Regions from separate parts of the Oryctolagus cuniculus genome. Here region 2 is linked to region 1. Evidence: chromatin contacts called from public Micro-C data. All regions are on one chromosome and are shown on one strand. Each heading gives the region's core, a stretch centred on a gene start, on an enhancer-like site or on the middle of the called end of the contact. The rest is flanking DNA. Distances are from core to core; before and after follow the strand shown.

The links. Hi-C and Micro-C count contacts between places; a contact is called where the count stands out from the background.
Region 2: a Micro-C map of ear pinna shows a contact between it and region 1, with 13 times the contacts expected there. The contact joins two enhancer-like sites. A contact is called at or near these places in 2 of 6 Hi-C or Micro-C datasets (ear pinna and an unstated tissue).

What each region holds. Positions count from the first base shown.
Region 1 is chr1:166,024,830-166,030,689 of mOryCun1.1, reverse strand. No RefSeq gene overlaps it. Among named protein-coding and RNA genes, the nearest start is that of RFX3, 200 kb to the right of the region's middle. Within about 2 kb of position 2,834, at least 1 of the 8 cell types and tissues checked has an H3K27ac peak or open chromatin away from gene starts, as enhancers often do.
Region 2 is chr1:166,445,103-166,450,962 of mOryCun1.1, reverse strand. The region is part of intron 5 of GLIS3 (GLIS family zinc finger 3); the gene reads left to right. Among named protein-coding and RNA genes, the nearest start is that of GLIS3, 470 kb to the left of the region's middle. Within about 2 kb of position 2,137, at least 1 of the 8 cell types and tissues checked has an H3K27ac peak or open chromatin away from gene starts, as enhancers often do.

The sequences.
Region 1 (5,860 bases), core at 1,585-4,084:
GTATGTATGTATACATCTACATATATATGGTTGGGATTTTTTGATGTGTATGTATATGTGTGTGTATAGTATAATTCTGTCGTATATCCTGTACATTTTGCTGGAAACCTCTTAATTATTTTTGAAGTGTCTTTTTACTCATCACTTTGGATTTTGAGGATAAGAAAGTGGCTTTGTGTTAGGGCAGAAGAAAAGTCTCAAGTTCAGTATTAAATAGAATTGCAAAAAGTAAGCCTCTCCATATGTAGTTGTTTCATACCTGATTTATCTCTGAGCAGGTCATTCACATCTAATTTTATTACACGAGTCCACAGTGTTTCAGTGGGAAGGGCCTTTGGGACTATCTAATGCAGTATCTGTCGATTTCAAGAATCTTCCCTACAACATTCTGTGAGATGCTCATAGCTTCTGCTAGCACATTTAGACAAGGAAGTGCTAAGAGTCTTGGGCAGACCATTCCATTGATGGGAAGGACTCCTTTGTGTTGACTGTCAGTCAACTGCTGTGGCACAGTGGGTTAACGCCCTGACCTGAAGCACCGGCATCCCATATGGGTGCTGGTTCAAGACCCGGCTACTCCACTTCCTGTCCAGCTCACTGCTATGGACTGGGAAAGCAGTAGAAGATGCCCCAAGTCCTTGGGCCCCTGCACCCACGTGGGAGACCGAGAAGAAGCTCCTGGCTTCGGATCGGCACAGCTCCGGCCACTGGGCCATTTGGGGAGTGAGCCATTGGATGGAAGATCTCTCTCTCGCTCTCTCTCTCCCTGTGACTCTCCTCTCTGTGTGTAACTCTTTCAAATAAATAAATCTTTAAAAAAAATAAAAATAAAATGTCACACATTGGGCTACTTGCAGGTATTTCAAAAAGTTGGTGGGAAACTGAATGAAAAGACAAGTTTATCTTGGTGCAAAACAACTTGAAATCTTTGCATACTTTTTTCTTAATATACATTTCACATGAACTTTTTGAAGACTCTCAGAGTTCCAGAGTGACTTCCTCTTCGAAACCCCATGGTTATTTAGAAAGGTATGTTGTCAACATCTTCTCAGTCATAGGCTTAACACCCCCAGTTCTTTCAGTTATTCTTCTTTTCGAGTAGTCCCTAGACCCCTGATTGTTTATTATCACATTCTAGATATCACCAGTCATCTTTGCAAAAGCCCATTTCATTATGCTGTGTGTTACGGGACACAGAGTCACCATTTACCATGATTACACTTCTGCATAGTTGACTACAATCTGTGTCCTCTGCGGACTTCTCTTTTCACAAAACAGAAGCTTACAGGTTTTCCTCATTTTTAATGCCTCTAAAAGCATTTAATCTCTATCAATTAGAAGGCATGAAAAGACCGTCCAGAACAAAACCAAACAAGCAGGATTGGGCTTTGTGGTGCAGTGGGATTAGCCAACTACTTGGGATGCCCAAATCCCATATCCCAGTGCCTGGGATTCAACTACCACCTTCACTTCTGATCCAATTTGCTGCTCATGCAGCTGGAAGGTAGCAGATGTTGGCCCAAATGCTTGGGTTCCTGGAATCCACATGGAGTCTCAGATGGAGCTCACAGCTCCTGGGTTTGCCCTGGCCAGCTCCAGTTCTTGTGGACAATTGGGGAATAAACCAGCAGATGGAAGATCCATCTCTTTCTCTCTGTCACTCTCTGTCTCTTTCTCTATCTTGCATGTTCATTGCCTTTCAAAGAAATAAATAAAACTTTAAAAATAGCAAATTTGAAGAAAATCAAATATAACTTGGTACAGAGAGCTGAATTTTGAAATACATTCCAAAGTGTCCAAGTCCCTCAAATTAAAATGATATGACATGATTTTACAAATAGATCACATTCCCCATAGTATCTGTGACTTGTTAGATCCAACAAACTATTAATTGATAATTTCCAAAACATTGGGAGAGTGGAATAAACACTCATCCATCTGAAGATGGGAAAATCCACCATCATCCAAGGAATGAGAAATGGAGAAACAAAAGAAATACTGGAGTGAGCCTGTAGTTTCTTTTTCTTCCTGAAAGCATGTACGGGCACACCCCTATGCTTCACAAAGCCTTTTATAAGTTGCAGCGTTTAAATAGGTGTATAAGAAGCCATGGGCAGCTCTAGGTTCTTATCTCCTTCACAGATATCTGTCTTCTTTTGGTCCTGGGATTAAATCTTATTTTAATCACTATCTTGCCCTTCGGCCATTCAGCTCCCATTGAAAGTGTCAATGTCACTTTGAAATTACTGTTCCTGCTATTTAGTTTGAGGATGCTTGAAAAAGTAGTGCTTTTTCAGGAGTAGAAGCTCTGTTACCTGATGTCACCTGCCACAGAATAGGACTGGTGGGACGTCTGGCTTCATAAGGATTTCTAGTTCAACCTGTAGGAAGATTTTATGCCAAGAGAAAACAAAAGGCAACTGAGCATGCCTTGTGCCTCTTTTGTTTTTCATGACTGTAAAATCCGTGTTATGTTAGCTGTAGAGGTTATAGGTAGAGGTTTCTTAACTTAAACATTGTGTCTTGCACTGTGATACATTTTGCCAACTAATTGTTTCAGCCTGGTGTGAAATGGAGATCTCCAAAGCTTCACAGCTTCTTGGAGGGCCATGCCCATCTTGTATCAGCTCTTATAGGCCCTCTCTTAGAAAACAAGCCTGAGCAAACCCTTGTCTTCTGCTGATATTACCATGATCCCCACGTGTCCCACAGTATTCTTGTAGCATCACTGACAAGGCAGTAAGAAAATGAACAACCGTCTAAGGAGTCGGGAGTCCTTAGTGCTACTCTGTTCTCTGGGTTCTCTCAGAGTGCTCAGAGCTAAATTTATCAACTGTGCCATCTGTCATAGTTGACTTTCTTTTCATTCCATGGTCGTGCTTGCCTTTTTTCCATAGTACTGTAAAACAGTCACAGAAAAATGGAATTAAAAGGTAAGTTTTTCAGTGGATGTTTTGCCTAGCCAGTTAAGGCTTCCATGTCTCATTTTAGAGAGACTGGGTTCAGCACCAGCTCCAGCTACTGATGCCAACTCCCTGCTAAGGCAGACATTAAGAAGCAGCAGGTGGGTGTCTCAAGTATTTGGGTCCTTACTACCAATCCTGGATTGCGTTCCCAACTCCAGCCTCAGCCCGGCCCTGGTCCAGTCATTGCAGACATTTGGGGAAGAAACCAGGGTCTGGAAGTCTTCTCTGCCTGCCTCTCTTTCTCTCTGTGTCTGCCTGTATGCTTTTCAAATTAGATAGCTTTTAATAAATTAATAAGTAAAGGATGAGTTTACTTTTGTGCAAAAAAAAAAAAAAACACAAACAAACAATAGAAATCCATGCATTTCAGAGGTCTCCAGAAGGGTCATGAAAATCTACATTATGAGCAAACTGTAAGGATTTCAGAATGTTTTACATCCAAAGACACTTATGCTTTAATTCATTTTTCCCATGAACTTTTTGGAGTGCCCTGGTATACTTTAAAGACGTATTTTGTGTTGAATGACTTCTCAGCATTTTATTTGGAAAGAGGCACAGCACAATAGAATAAAGTGAATAGACTTGTCAGCAACTGCCATGAAACACTACTTTCCATCTCTGGGGCTGTTTCCAAACATGTGAACTAAAAGGACTGAATGAGATTTAAAAAAAAAAAAAAGGTATATTAGATTCCTTTGAGAGATACAGCAAGACAGCATAGAGATGAGAGCATTTGTGCACGTGAGCCCCCTTCCGTTGGTTCACTCCTCAAATGCCAGCAATGGCTAGATCCAAAAACTGGAAACTGAATCCAGGTCACCCACGTGGGTGGCAGGAACTCAACTACTAGAGCCGTTGCTATTGCCTCCTAGGTGTGCATTAGCAGGAAGCTGCAGTCCGAGCTGGAGGAGAGCACTGCGCCCAGGTACCGCAACGTGGGTCACCAACACCCTAACTAGCAACTTAACCACTGGGCCCTTGCTGAGACGTTGCAAAGTCAGCTCTTATGCTCTATGACCAGATAACTTTTGGGCTCTCATATTTGATTTTAAAAGAGAGTCTAACAGGGATGCAGAATAAATGCCTCTTTCTGAATAGGAAGGCTGTTCTTCTGTCTTCTTTGGGGAAAGAGGAAGGATGTGGGGAGCCGCTGCTGATACCTAAACAGGAGCTATGCGGCCCTGGGGAGTCCATTAGCTGAACCTCTGCCTCATTGTGGTTAAAGCATATTTCACTTGTGAGCTTTCAAATGATGCAATTTGGTTTATTTACAGGGTCCCTGTAAGAAAGACTCAAACTGCCTGCAAGTTATTTGAGTGCACTTCACAGAAAAACTGGGATTAAGGACTTTGAGCTTCTCAAAAGGTGGCGTTCCAACCAGTATCAGGATCACCAAGACCTATGAGAACCTTGTCCCTTGTGCCAGGGCCGAAACTCTCACTATTTAGTGGTTCAGCAGGGCCAAGAAAGCCTCATGGAATCATGTTAACCCACTCTTCCACTGACCTCCAGAGACCCTTCTAAGAGCCCAGTTACCAAGAGAAATCAGACAACAGGGTGGTGACTTATTCACTTTCCAAGCATGCAATTTGGTTCATGAATGTAGAAAACATTAGTTTTATAAGCCTTAGACTTTTGAAATTTAAAAAATGATTATTGAACTAAAAACCTAATTAGATGCCATGTTTCCTTTTTTCCCTTTTTAATAAGTTGGTTTAGTTGGAAAAGACATTTCTGTGATGCATCTGATGGACTTGCTTGCTGTGACGGGTTAGTAGGAATGTACAGAGAGTAATAGTTCAGAGCTAAGTGGAGGGGGTGGGCTGGAGGGGTGGGGAGAAGGAATGGTGAGCCCCATGTCCTGAGGCACGATGCTACAGAGTTCAGTGGTTCGTGGTTGTGCAGGGCACACAGGAGAGTCAACAAGTAGACAAAGAAAATCCAGACCTTTGATGACCCCTGGTGAATAAACTAAGCACTGCATTGAAATGCAGCTGGAGCCGCGGACTTCCCTCGCAGGCAAGCCCCCTGCATCGCTCCTCTCTCTCAATTAAGGCAAAGGGATTCTCCCCCAGTGCCTGATTCGTTCGTGTTGTAGACTCGCCTTGCAGACTCGAAGCCTCTGGATCCCTCTAAGCAGATCTCATTTTGGTGATCCCTGTTGGTAGAGACTGAGAAACGCGTGTGCATATGCTGTTTTATATCTGTGCTGTGACCTTTTACACACAGCGTTACTTCTGGGACACAGACCAGTTCAGTGGCTTCCATAAAGCCAATCTGTAACTTTCAGAGTAGGTATATATTTAGTATTGCTCTGTGGAAGAGTTAGGAAGACTATCCCAAGGTTCTTACAGACCCCAGATTCAAAATCAGGGTTCAGAGGTCATCATTCATGTAGTAGTCCTGGGTGCCAGCTAAAACGTTCTTTTATGCGACGAAAGTCTGCATTTTTGTAAACCAGCTATGTGTGGCCAGCGTGTGGTACATGTGCGCCTGAAAGCTGGCTGTATTTTGTCAGCTTGCAGGAAAGGAAGGAAATGTGTTCCTATCAAAGGAGGAGGGGGAGAAATGTCAGCATTTCTAATATATGTCCTCGGCACACAGTGATAAAGGTGGTGATGCCAAGGGCCCGTTTGTAATCTCCCAGAATGGAACTAACCTGGTAGAACACAGAACAGTTTATACTGCTCACGCAGTTCAACATATCAGTTGCATGTGTACCATAACTATTGGCTTTTTAAAATGATGCCAGCAATTTTATTGCTGCACATACATTTTATTTATTTTATTATAAAACAGTATAATTCTATTACCCTTTAGGTCATATGATCATTTATCTGCTTTCCACAGTAAGTATGTGAATTTTATATTTTTTATATTTTAAAGACTTTAAC
Region 2 (5,860 bases), core at 888-3,387, 420 kb before region 1:
GAAGCTGGTATGTTGTGAGAATGCCATGTTCTAGGAGTGAAAAGAATAATTACATTGCAGGCAGCAAAACCTTACTCTGTCACTAGGGTTCTGCATTAAAAATGTCAGAAAGAGACAAGCAATTGAAGGCAGTTCCATTTACTGTGTTTGGAACACACCAGTCTATGGCAGGCAGGAAAGACATTCAGTCTCTGAAGGAAAACAGTCCAACCTTTCAGTTCTGACTAATCCTGGCTGAAAATAGTTTACTGGATTTGGCTTTACTGAAATAAACATAAAGGCTTGAATTATCCAAAAAAATTTTTTTTTGCGTTGCAAAATTAATTTTTGTGCAATAGGATTTCCCCATTTTCCCACTGTTCCCAGACTTTGCAAAGACACATAACTTTATAAAGTTGGCTTTTTCTAAAGTACATGATGAATATTAAAAATAGAAATATTTGAGTGACAGATTAAGATGAGAGGTGAATGTTTGCAGGCCTCTGCCTAGTTTTTTTTTTTATTGGTATTATTCAGGATGGATATGGGAGGTGATTTCTCTCCCCTAAGCTGCCCACTTCCCACACACTTCTGGGTAGACTCTTTGCAAGATTCAAATAGCTAATTTAATAGCTATCAAATGTAGAACTACAAAGCAATTATTTCCAGTGAAAATATATTGATACAAAACAGGGTTTCTTAGGAGTTGATTAATGCTGCAGTTGTAGCATTGGGACTATCTATTTTTAGAAGGAGGACATCCAGTTCCATATAGAACATACTATCATGGGCATTATGCCTTCTGAAATATGTTATGTTGCTGCATGTCATCTGTTTGATTTGTAGGGTTGTAGTCAACTGGCAGCGGTGGATTTGGCTGTGAAAGTGTAGCAGTTGTCTCTAGGTATAGTCTATGGATAGAAGATATTGTGCTTAAAGTGAATGTGTACCTGGGAAAAAAAGCCAGACATACTTTTCTTCCCTTTTCAACAATTAATCTTTATACTATTGGGACCTAGATGCAAAAAACTATTAAAACTGAGTGTTTCATCTCCTGTCACCACAAAATGTGATGGCAGTTGGTTCAGAGTTCAAGATCTTTTCCAAGGAAAGTGACCACACTCTTCTTTTGAAGAAATGATCTTTAGGTTTTTGTGTCTGTGCCACATACAGAGGCCAGGAGCAGTTGAAATAATAAAACTCCATCCGTTTTTGTTTTACCTGTGTTGAACCATTAATTTTCTGCATATAACAGAATTGGTCATCGCTTTTGCTCAGTTAGCTGATTGACCCAAGAGGGAGATGGTGATCCCATTATGTTTGGTGACTATGACTACAAGCAGCAGCACAAAGAGCTTCTGGAAGTCATGTGTAAAAAAAGTGGGCGTATGACAAGAGTTCTCCGTGACAGTTTGCTTACAGTAAGAGCCTACCACTGGCATCCTCACCTCATGCCAAACTCCCTTTCTCTTTTCTGTACAGGAAAACATGTTCTCACAATCTCTGATTATGACTCTTTAGCCTTAGCCAGACCCCTGAGATTCAGATCATGTAGGATTTTAGGTGGCAGAACCAGGGTAGGAGGGGGGCATACTGTTTCAATTACTGGAGGAAGAGAATGGATTCTGTTCCTTTTCCCACCCAAACAACTCCACCCTTCTGAAGATCTCATTCTTACTGCTTCTGTTGAAATCCTGACCAGCTGCTCTCTCTCCAGGCCTGGTCTCGATTGCCAGAGACAGTCCCAGCCAGGGGCACAGGCCTTGAGAACTGAAGTGCCTCAGCAAGCAAGGAGGCAGAGCTCAGCTGAATCAGAGCCTGGGATGCAACAATATTCCACTGAAAAAATACCCCAGTGCGCTCATAGCTAACTATTAACGAAGGTAATTTCCAGGTGGCAAATCATTGTGTTTCAGCCTTTCTGGCATTAGATCAGGCCCAGCCTTGGTACATCTTGGAATTACCAGATCAGTTGAGCATTTCTAGGTGTAATGATGTAGAATTATAGTAAGTTTTTCAGAGACGGTAAGGTTCCAGACTCTCAAGTCAGAGCACCTCATGAAGTCTGAGTTTGTCTCTTTTTCAAACCCTTGTTTCATGTTCCCAGAAGGACAACCTAGAGTGTAACCCAAAACCATAGAAAGACACTGGGCTTCCCTAACAGTATCCATGGTAATGGTTCCAGCAGAGTGCACACTAAGAATGTTTTTACCCTTGGTCTTTCTGCCAGTCAGTGGAAGGGTGTGCAGTGCCTGGATGGTGTTCCAGGAAGGTGTGTTCCGAGTGAGATCAGGCACGTTCTGTCTGTAGTCCCTCTCATGAGAAGGCCTGTCTTGATCAGGGCAAAGTGAGCAGAAGAGCCGGGTTGTCTTACCAGGAAGGACCAGAGATGCCAACACTGCCTCCGTGCACAATTGAAAGCAGTTGTGTTTGGAGGTTAGGGAGTGTTAATAAGGGAATTAGGGGGAATGTGGGTTGCCACTTAAATTTTGCTTATTTTTCCTGGATGAATTTTATCCAATAGCAAAAAGGAATTTTGCAAAACTTTTACCCACCCACAGATTTTCATGAAAATGTCACTAACCAAAGACAGTTTTGAATTTTGTATGAATTGACTCATTTCTCCACAGGCATTTTGCCTGGCAAAATCCAGAGTATTTGCTTTGGCTGGAATATTGGGCAGTTTGCTTTTTAAGTAACATTGGATAATGAACACAAGAAAATAAATATGGAGTTGGGACCCGTGTCCCCAGTCCTCTTTTATGGCCTGGTGTATGGGTTCATGAGCCAGCTTTAGCCTTGTAAGACATTTCTTGAAGAAAAGTAAAATTTATTGCAAGCTGTGTTTTTTTTTTTAACATCTTTTGTTTCGTTATTTTAATAAGACTTGGTATTGTTGTGGTGACCATGATGATACTTCTAGAAGTGTCACAGTTAGTTAACACTTCACAGCCTTCATGTTGGCAAAAATGAATACATTCTGTTCATACCAGGTATTGACAAGGGTGTGGATAATGAGGACTGCTTTAACATGCTGGAGACAGTAAGTTGGTGTCACAACTTTGGAGAACCCTTCAGGAAGAACTTGGAGACTTGTGGATGAGATATCTGCGTCTGAGTGTCTCCCCTGGAGAAACTCTTGTAACTGGTGGTGGGGAGACATGAGAAAAGATGTTTATTACATCTTTTTTAAAGTGTAAATATATTAATTGTCCATATACAAGGTAAACCAATAAACTATGGTTTATTCCTAATGAAGCAATATAAAGAAATTTAAAATTAAATACACTCATATCACTATGGGTAAATCTCAAAAAACAATGGTTAAGTGAAAAAATTATATGCAAAAATGATATGTGTGGTACAGTACCACTTATGTACATTTAAACACACATTGAGCAATGTAGTATAATTGTTGCAGATAAATAACTATGTGGAGAGGCAATGTAGTCATGATCAGGATAACCAGTCACCTTAGCATAGTGGATATTTTTAGAGAGGGAAGAAATGGAATGTGGGGATTTTTGTTTTCTTTTTTTTCTGAATAGAAAGAGAACTAAGACAAACTTGGCAAAATACTAATTTTTGTTTAAGTATAGATGTCATAGTTGTCTGTTATGTGTACTTTGGTGCTTATTTGAAATATTTCATAACTATATGTGTACATTTTTATCCAAAAATAAAAGAGAATCAATTATTGCAACATTGCAACTCCCTTTCACACATACCACTTTTCAGATGAGAACAAAGCCTAGAGAAATTGATTTTTTCAAGACTATTAAGTTGTTTTCACTACTCCCCACTTAGAGTCTAAGGTAGTGGTTCTTAATCTTGGCTGACATTGGAAATCACTTGGAAATCTTTATTAAGTACCGGTACTTGGGTTGCACCCCTAGTCTGTGATATGATCAGACTGACGCAACTCCCCGGGTGACTCTGATGAGCTTCCAAGCTCTGTGCTTGGGCTCTGGCTGAAGAGAAGCTTCCCTGTCATTTCAGTGAAGGTGGAGGGGGCAGTGTGTACATCTTCATTATCATCAGTGTCCTAACATTGATTAGCAAGTTTAGTGTTGGAATAAAACTCAGAGACAAGAGATAAGAAGATACTAGAATGATCCTGTGGTGGCAGAGGGCTTTCAGCCCTTCTGTACTGAGATCACTCTTGCTCAGTGCCCCATAGTCAAAGGCTGGGAAGGCACTTGTGCTGAACCATCTGTGTATCATCGCCACCTATTTGACTCCCTGAGTTAAAAGTGGAACTGACAAATCTGTCACATCGTTCTCATTTTTAAAGGTAAGATAGAGTGTTCTTCCTTCCCAACATAACACAGTCTCTCTGCTTTTAATAAAAAACGATCTTCAAAACATTTTTGCTACTATGAACGCTTCTGAAGAGTTGGTAAATTACCAAAATATTGAATTTTCCCTTTTATCAAATCTGCCTGATGTGATTAAATAAATAAAATTAACATTAATATCCTTTTTGTCTCTTGAGGCTGAAACACCACCAGTGAAACATCTGGTAAAGATCAGAGAGAGTGTAGCTTCCAAATCATTTCCCACATGGCATCAGTCTGTCAAATATTCAATGCAAACTCAATGATTTAAAAAAAAATAAATCTCAAGATTTATTCTCCAACAATGTTGCATAAGAAAGAGATGCAAACATATTTACCTGTGTATATACGTGTGTATATACATGTTCAGGGTGCTGTAGACATATACGTGTCACTATAAATTACAGGTCCCTTAGAATAGGTGAAAGCAAAACCACAGAAATTCTCATCAGATGGGGAATTGACCACATTCTACGAGGCATCTGTCAAATTGGATTTCAGTCCCCAAACACAGTGGAGAAACCTGCCATTTGGTAGTGGTTTAATTTGATTTCCCTTTAGAAGGCATTTAATCCAGTTTACCTGGGGAGCTGGCCTTTCATGAACTTTGTCCTGAAAATAAATTCATAGCAGATTTGGGCCAGTGTTTCAAAGCAAATTGTGGTTTATGTTTCCTTGCCCTGTGATTCTAGGATTAATGAAAAGCAATAGATAATGAGAGCAACCCTAAGAGGTTAAATAGTTGGGGCTTTATCCTCATTAAACAAAATCATTAACTACATAATGGTTAATGCTCCTTTCAATTCATATTTGTTTCATGCTTCTTCTCTAATTTTCTGCCCTGAAATAATGTTTTTAGAATTAGAATTATGTATATCTTTAATAAATAATAAGATAAAAGGAAGGTATAGGAAACCTTTGGAGGTTTATTCATAAATAGATTTTAAAATATAATTTTATTTGTCCTTTCATACTGCAGTGTGAAAAATTAGTTTGCCAATTTATTAGAAATGTCTTTTGTGACCTTTGGAATATTTCTTAATTACCATTTCTCTGAATGGCCGCGTTGACAGCTTTGAATGCAGAAAGAAGTTGAGTGTGCAGAGTGAAAGACCAAACACATTTATTTTTCCCAAAAATAGAGGTTATCTGATTCTCTTTGATCTTTCAGAAATGTTTTATTCAAGTTCTGGGTAGAAGTGATTTGGAAAAGAGATGTTTGGTTATTATTTCTAAGCAGATTTATTAATTTCTGCTATAATTACTGAGTCAGGCCTTCTAGACAATGAATGTTCTAAGCTTGGCAGCACATTTGTGGTTGGAAGACCTAGAACTTGAACAGAGCAGTCTTGATTTCACATCTGCTCTAACTCTGAGCAGCCATGTGTCCTTCATGTAGAGGGAGACGTCTTAATAGGTGTCATCACTCATCCTGACTTTGATGAGAAAGGGCAGTGAAACTGTGTGTTCTCATTTTACACCATGGTGTTTAGTTTTATTTTCTTGGGCGATAGGTACTGGACTTGAGTAGGAAGAATATCCCA